2 separate regions of the Mus musculus genome follow, and region 1 is linked to region 2. A link is a contact called in public HiChIP or PLAC-seq data. All regions are on one chromosome and are shown on one strand. Each heading gives the region's core, a stretch centred on a gene start, on an enhancer-like site or on the middle of the called end of the contact. The rest is flanking DNA. Distances are from core to core; before and after follow the strand shown. Region 1 holds the start of Lca5 (Leber congenital amaurosis 5 (human)). Region 2 overlaps Phip (pleckstrin homology domain interacting protein).

What was found. HiChIP or PLAC-seq counts read pairs in DNA pulled down with a chosen protein or histone mark.
Region 1: an H3K4me3 HiChIP or PLAC-seq map of bone marrow-derived macrophages shows a contact between it and region 2, with 4 times the contacts expected there. The contact joins the promoter of Lca5 here to the enhancer-like site in region 2. A contact is called at or near these places in 7 of 39 promoter capture datasets (the 3T3-L1 cell line, the C10 cell line, cranial neural crest and 2 more), 3 of 115 datasets of contacts at active chromatin or transcription factors (bone marrow-derived macrophages, embryonic forebrain and large pre-B cells) and 1 of 9 other capture datasets (macrophages).

The regions. Positions count from the first base shown.
Region 1 is chr9:83,439,739-83,442,606 of GRCm38.p6, reverse strand. Lca5 (Leber congenital amaurosis 5 (human)) reads left to right here and starts at 1,508. Exons shown (of 8, transcript NM_027448.2): 1 at 1,508-1,698. All of the region lies in intron 1 of Gm2087 (predicted gene 2087), which reads right to left.
Region 2 is chr9:82,870,251-82,872,950 of GRCm38.p6, reverse strand. Phip (pleckstrin homology domain interacting protein) reads left to right here. Exons shown (of 40, transcript NM_001081216.1): 40 at 1,090-2,700. The coding sequence ends at 1,727. Among named protein-coding and RNA genes, the nearest start is that of Gm38553, 19 kb to the right of the region's middle. Within about 2 kb of position 1,325, at least 1 of the 459 cell types and tissues checked has an H3K27ac peak or open chromatin away from gene starts, as enhancers often do. A contact at or near this core is called in bone marrow-derived macrophages, where this site is marked.

The DNA of each region.
Region 1 (2,868 bases), core at 259-2,758, 570 kb before region 2:
TTAAACATATGTAGAAATGGTTTTTTTGTGTGTGTGTGTCATTGCCATAGAGCATCAAACATGGCAAAGTCCTGCAGGAAAAAAAAGGGGGGGAGGGGCATTCATTGGCCAATGGGAGTCTGAAGCACTGTAGTAACAGGAATTCCTGTGAGACTAGAATACAAACCCAGAGTGCCCAACTGTGATTAGGATTCATCCCCAAACACAATCTTTACAAACGGCAGTTAAATATTTAATGCAGTTAAATAGTTTCAATTAGTAAAAATATTAAAATGTGGTTTGGTAGCTTCAGTTCTTTTTTCCTGGAAAGCTGTAACCTGTGTAGTACACAGTGAAGTGAAATGGTATAATCAGAAAACTGAAGTCCTAATAAAAATGGCAGATCAAAGTCATGCCATGTAGAAAGGTGAAGTTATCATCACACTTGGGACAAATCTTTAAAACATCAATTTGGTAAAACTGGCTTTGAGGAACTATAAATTATTTTGGTTATTTTTTTTCAAGGTCAAATAAAGTAATTGTTATCTCTGATAGAGTAACACTGTGTGGTGTAATAAGGACACTGAAAATGTTATACACAATTAGGTATTTTGTTTGGGAGATTTCTAAAATTTTAGATACTTTTTTGACTTGCCAGTAATGCTATTACCCTGTTAGAGAAATGCTCTAAAGATGCTAGATTTGGAAGTTAATAGCCATGTGGTTCTATCCTGATCTCACCGCTTACTACCCCCTGAATCTATTTTCTGGAGTATAAATGACAGCAGGCTTCAATCGGGAACTGAACAGTCTTATTAAACGGTCTGGATGAGAAGCTCAGAGAGCGTCAGAGCCCCCGTGGAAAAGATTTTCTTTATAGCTTCTTTACCTACTGCAATTAATACTGCTTAGTGTGCACTGTCAAGTTTAAAAGAAAAATTAGCCATCTAGCTGCCCTTAGCCCACTGTCATGCACTTCAGAATATTTCCTTTAAAAACAATTCTTTGAAAACATAACGAGAACAAACGTGTTCTCATTATCCTTTAGCCCCAGATTTCCTTCAGAACTTAAAAATCATGCGCAAGCCATATTCAAGATGTGTTATCTCAAGAAAGTCCAGAACCCAGGCAGCAGTATCATGAAAATATCAAGTCCACACCCTCCTACACATCAATTTCAGCGGAACCAGAAAAGTACATTGATTTCTTTATAACGAAATCCAAAATATTCAGAAAAAAATAGGGCCGGTTTCCAAGGGTTTTGTCCACAGACCCTTTCTGGAGCCGGCGTCCCTCTATGAGAAGGGTTGGCATTCTTTCGGTCTGTCCTGGGTGCTGGGCTCCGTGCAACTGTCCTCGCGGGTCGCGGTTCCCCGCCTCACCGGCCCACCAATGGTTGATGCCTCTCTCCTCGCCATCCCGCCTTCCGATGCCACAATAACCAATAGAAATGAACGTATGGAGTCCAGTAACCAATGGGAACTGGGGGAGGCGGAGGCCGGTCCTCCCGCGGTGCAAGCTGGGCTTCTGCTCCGTTGCCCAGGAGCCGAAGCCGCCGAGCCGCCGCCCGCAGCCGTGGTCCCTACAGTGAGTGAGTTCAAACTCCCCGCAACCGCAGTCTGCAGCGTCCGGGTACTCTAGGTCTCGGACCGTAGCTGTCGGTCGGACTCGGGGATCGGCCGATGATCCAGGCAGGAGCAGGAGGTGCCAGCTTGGAGGGTGAGGGGCGGGCCTCGGATGAGAGAGGAGGTCTGCGGCCGGGGGGGGGGGGGGGGGGGGATGGACGTGATGGGGCGGGGCGAGGCGGGGCTGATCGGCGGATGCTTTGGAGAGAAGGAAGAGAAAGTTGAGAGACTGGGATTTGTTAGCCCCCTAAAGCAGAAGGAAAGCATGTGCAGACGGATCCAAAGAAGAACGAAGTTACCAGAAAGAAACCCCTGGAGACTGGTGTAGATCGGGATGGGAAAGGAGGGCGCGCGGAGCCTTTCAGAGACTCTGGAACAGTCTAGGATATTATTGTTAACACTGTCGTTAAAGGGGAGAGACACTTTGGTCCAGGCTGTGGATTATTTTTATACATCATTGAGGGATGGAATGGAACGAATGAAAGTAGTTAGCAAAACCTACCTGTTGGCAGAACTGAGTTGGGGTGGATGCACATGCCTTTTGTTTCGCGCTAGCTGAATAAGGGAACAGTGTTTCCCTGTGTGACCAGTTCACCTGAATGTAAATTCTTAGTCACTTCATGGGCTTGATACGTAATGGTATCTTTTGGTTGGTAACAAGTTGCTAGGGGCTGTATTTTTCCTCCAGAGAAGTGCAGTGAATGGTAGACACATTGTGAGGATTAATTTTACGGAGGTATTTGTACCTATATTTGGGTAAGTGGGGTGGGGGCGGGGTGTGGAGGAAGGTTTTATGAAAGTAAATTTTCTTTTAGGATTGATTAATTGTGTGTGTGTGTGTGTGTGTGTGTGTGTGCGCGTGTTTCCTGTCCTGGACCAGCTCCTGCCTGCACATCTCAATCCCGAAGTTTGAGGGTCTTAACTCTTGGCCCAAGCAGAGTAGGCTTGACCACATACACATGGATGCTCAACCGTGCGTTCAGGATTAGATAGATGTCTTTGGGATCAACAGTCATAACTTAGGGCTTGAGAGCTGATTCAACCGTTAAGAGTACTAACTACTCTCCCACAGGCCCTAGGTTTGATTCCCAGCAGCCACATGGCAGCCCACAACTGTCTGTAACTCCAGTTCCAGGGAATCCTACGCTGTCTTCTGGCCCTTCTAGGTACCAGGAACTGTATCCATGGCACACAGACAGGCGTTCAACAAAACACTCACATAACTAACTTACTAACTAAACAAGCACACAAATAATCAAATATA
Region 2 (2,700 bases), core at 76-2,575:
CCTTTTATGTTTTTCTCTTGGAAAGTTCTGATTTTTATTTCCATTATTAGATTTACTACACACTATTATATAAATTGACAGTTTTGGGTTTTCAGAACTTTTAAATATCATTCTGGGTCCTCTAGCTTTAAACATATCAGTTGAATAATTATTACTTACAGTTTGTAGATAAGACTAGGTAAGGCATGTCAAAGCTATGGCAGTTTTGATGGAGAGTAACGGATGTAAATTACTGCAGCAAATAATGGTCCTAATTATATTGGGTAGGGGATTAAGAAGGAAGATACTTTGCATGTCCAGGAGATTTATTTTAGGCTCTAGACTCTCTCCTTTTATATAGAAGTTACTGTCACATTCATAGATGGAAGAAAAGCTAAAATTTGTATATTCTTTCTGAATCTGTACATACTTTCTGAATCTTCTCACTGATCAAATGACTGAAAGCAAGAGATAACAATGTGCTTATTATTTATTGAGATGGCCAAATTAAAGTTATAAACTTTGTATAATAAGACTATTTTTCAAACATGACTTAACTCCTTAAAAGTAGTGATACCGAAACACCCTGTGTTTAGTGATTTAAACAGTAAAGTAGTACTTTGATGTAATAAACTGTAAATGGATACAATCATTTCATGTGATCCAAACGAAACTCCTAACATGTTAGAATGTGTAATAAGGGTGTAGATAATGGAATTTGTACTTTTTGCTATCAATGACAGCATTAACTTAGGTCTTCTATTCTTGTATGTCTCTTTCTGTCTTAAGAATTTTTCCCCAGGGGACAATAAGATAGGTGAGCAGGTAACTGTGCCTATCCTTCCGGCAACCTCATTCCTATCCTAAGAACCCGTGTTAGGCTAGGAGAGAGCTCCCTCCTCCTCATCCACGTGAACACCTAACAAATAAGTCAATCAGCAAATAATTTTGAAAATAAAAAATGTTTAGGTAATCGCAGAAATTTGTCAAATTTCTTTCTATTACTCTGTCATTACATAGAAGTATGCTAGTCCCGTTACCAACTAGTTGGAGGACTAGACAATAACAAAAAGCCCGTTATATATTAAGTGTACTGTTTTTCTTTTCCAGGAGAGTGTAAGAACAATGTTCTTATACCAGGAACCATTCAAGTAAATGGCCATGGAGGACAACCATCAAAACTCGTGAAGAGAGGACCTGGGAGGAAGCCCAAGGTAGAAGTTAACACCAGCAGTGGTGAAGTGACACACAAGAAAAGAGGTAGAAAGCCCAAGAATCTGCAGTGTGCAAAGCAGGAAAACTCTGAGCAAAATAACATGCATCCCATCAGGGCTGACGTGCTTCCTTCTTCAACATGCAACTTCCTTTCTGAAACTAATGCTGTCAAGGAGGATTTGTTACAGAAAAAGAGTCGTGGAGGCAGAAAACCCAAAAGGAAGATGAAAACTCACAACCTAGATTCAGAACTCATAGTTCCTACAAATGTTAAAGTGTTAAGGAGAAGTAACCGGAAAAAAACAGATGATCCTATAGATGAGGAAGAGGAGTTTGAAGAACTCAAAGGCTCTGAGCCTCACATGAGAACTAGAAATCAGGGTCGAAGGACAGCTTTCTATAATGAGGATGACTCGGAGGAAGAACAGAGACAGCTGTTGTTCGAGGACACCTCCTTGACATTTGGAACTTCTAGTAGAGGACGAGTCCGAAAGTTGACTGAAAAAGCAAAGGCTAATTTAATTGGTTGGTAACTTGAAGCAAAATATTGCATTTTAAAAAATCTGTAACGCAGGTACAGTTAAGGAGTAAGTAGAACTAAGGTCTCTGCTTCCTTGCTGCTATGACGGATTAGGGAATGTTACAATTTGACTTGGGAAAATGGACAAAAACACATTTAGAAGATAATTTACATCTTTGAATGAAAAAAATCTATATACATATATATTTCAAATGTTTGCTATTTATTGCCCTTAGGTAGGTTATTCGGTTCCACATTCATTTCATTTGCTGTTTGAAATTGAGGACCTGTTATAAATTCTGGTTTATTTATGGAAGAGACAGCTCTGCTACACTATTAAGAAACATAGTATTCCTAGAGATAAAGTATGTTTCCTCTTAAATTGAGTTATTTTTGACCAAGTGAGGTACATTTTTACTGATAGCAGAAGGCATGCCCTAGGAAGAGAGATGTTACAAAGAGTAGCAGTACATTAAGAATGGCTTCCTCTAAAGATAACTTTCCAGTTCCCACCATTTGTTATCCTGAAAAGTGTTGTGAACTGTAGGTGTTCAATTACAGAATATCTAGAGGAAGCTTTTGTTTTACTCCATTTCTGCCAAACTTAGGAGAAAAATGTATTGATGCAAAGGAAACATATCCACATTGGAAAACATTTGACTGTCTAATTTTTCAGACCTTGATTCTTATATCAGTCACTCTATCTCTGTTTATTGTGCCAAAGACTGAGAATCAGTGCAGTGGAAAGCCTGTTTTTGACTGTCAGGACAGCATACACTTTTCAGTACTGGAAAAGCTATATATTCTAAAGAGCAAGTTATTACAAAATTATGCTGAGTTATATCTTTTTTTTGGTACTAAATGTAGGAAAATAATGCACTGGTGGGTCCTTTGACAGAGATATCTTAGAGAAAATGTTTAAGTGGTTAAAGGATTCAAGGACAATACAGGAAACATGTATGGAATTTGATGTTTACTTGATCTGG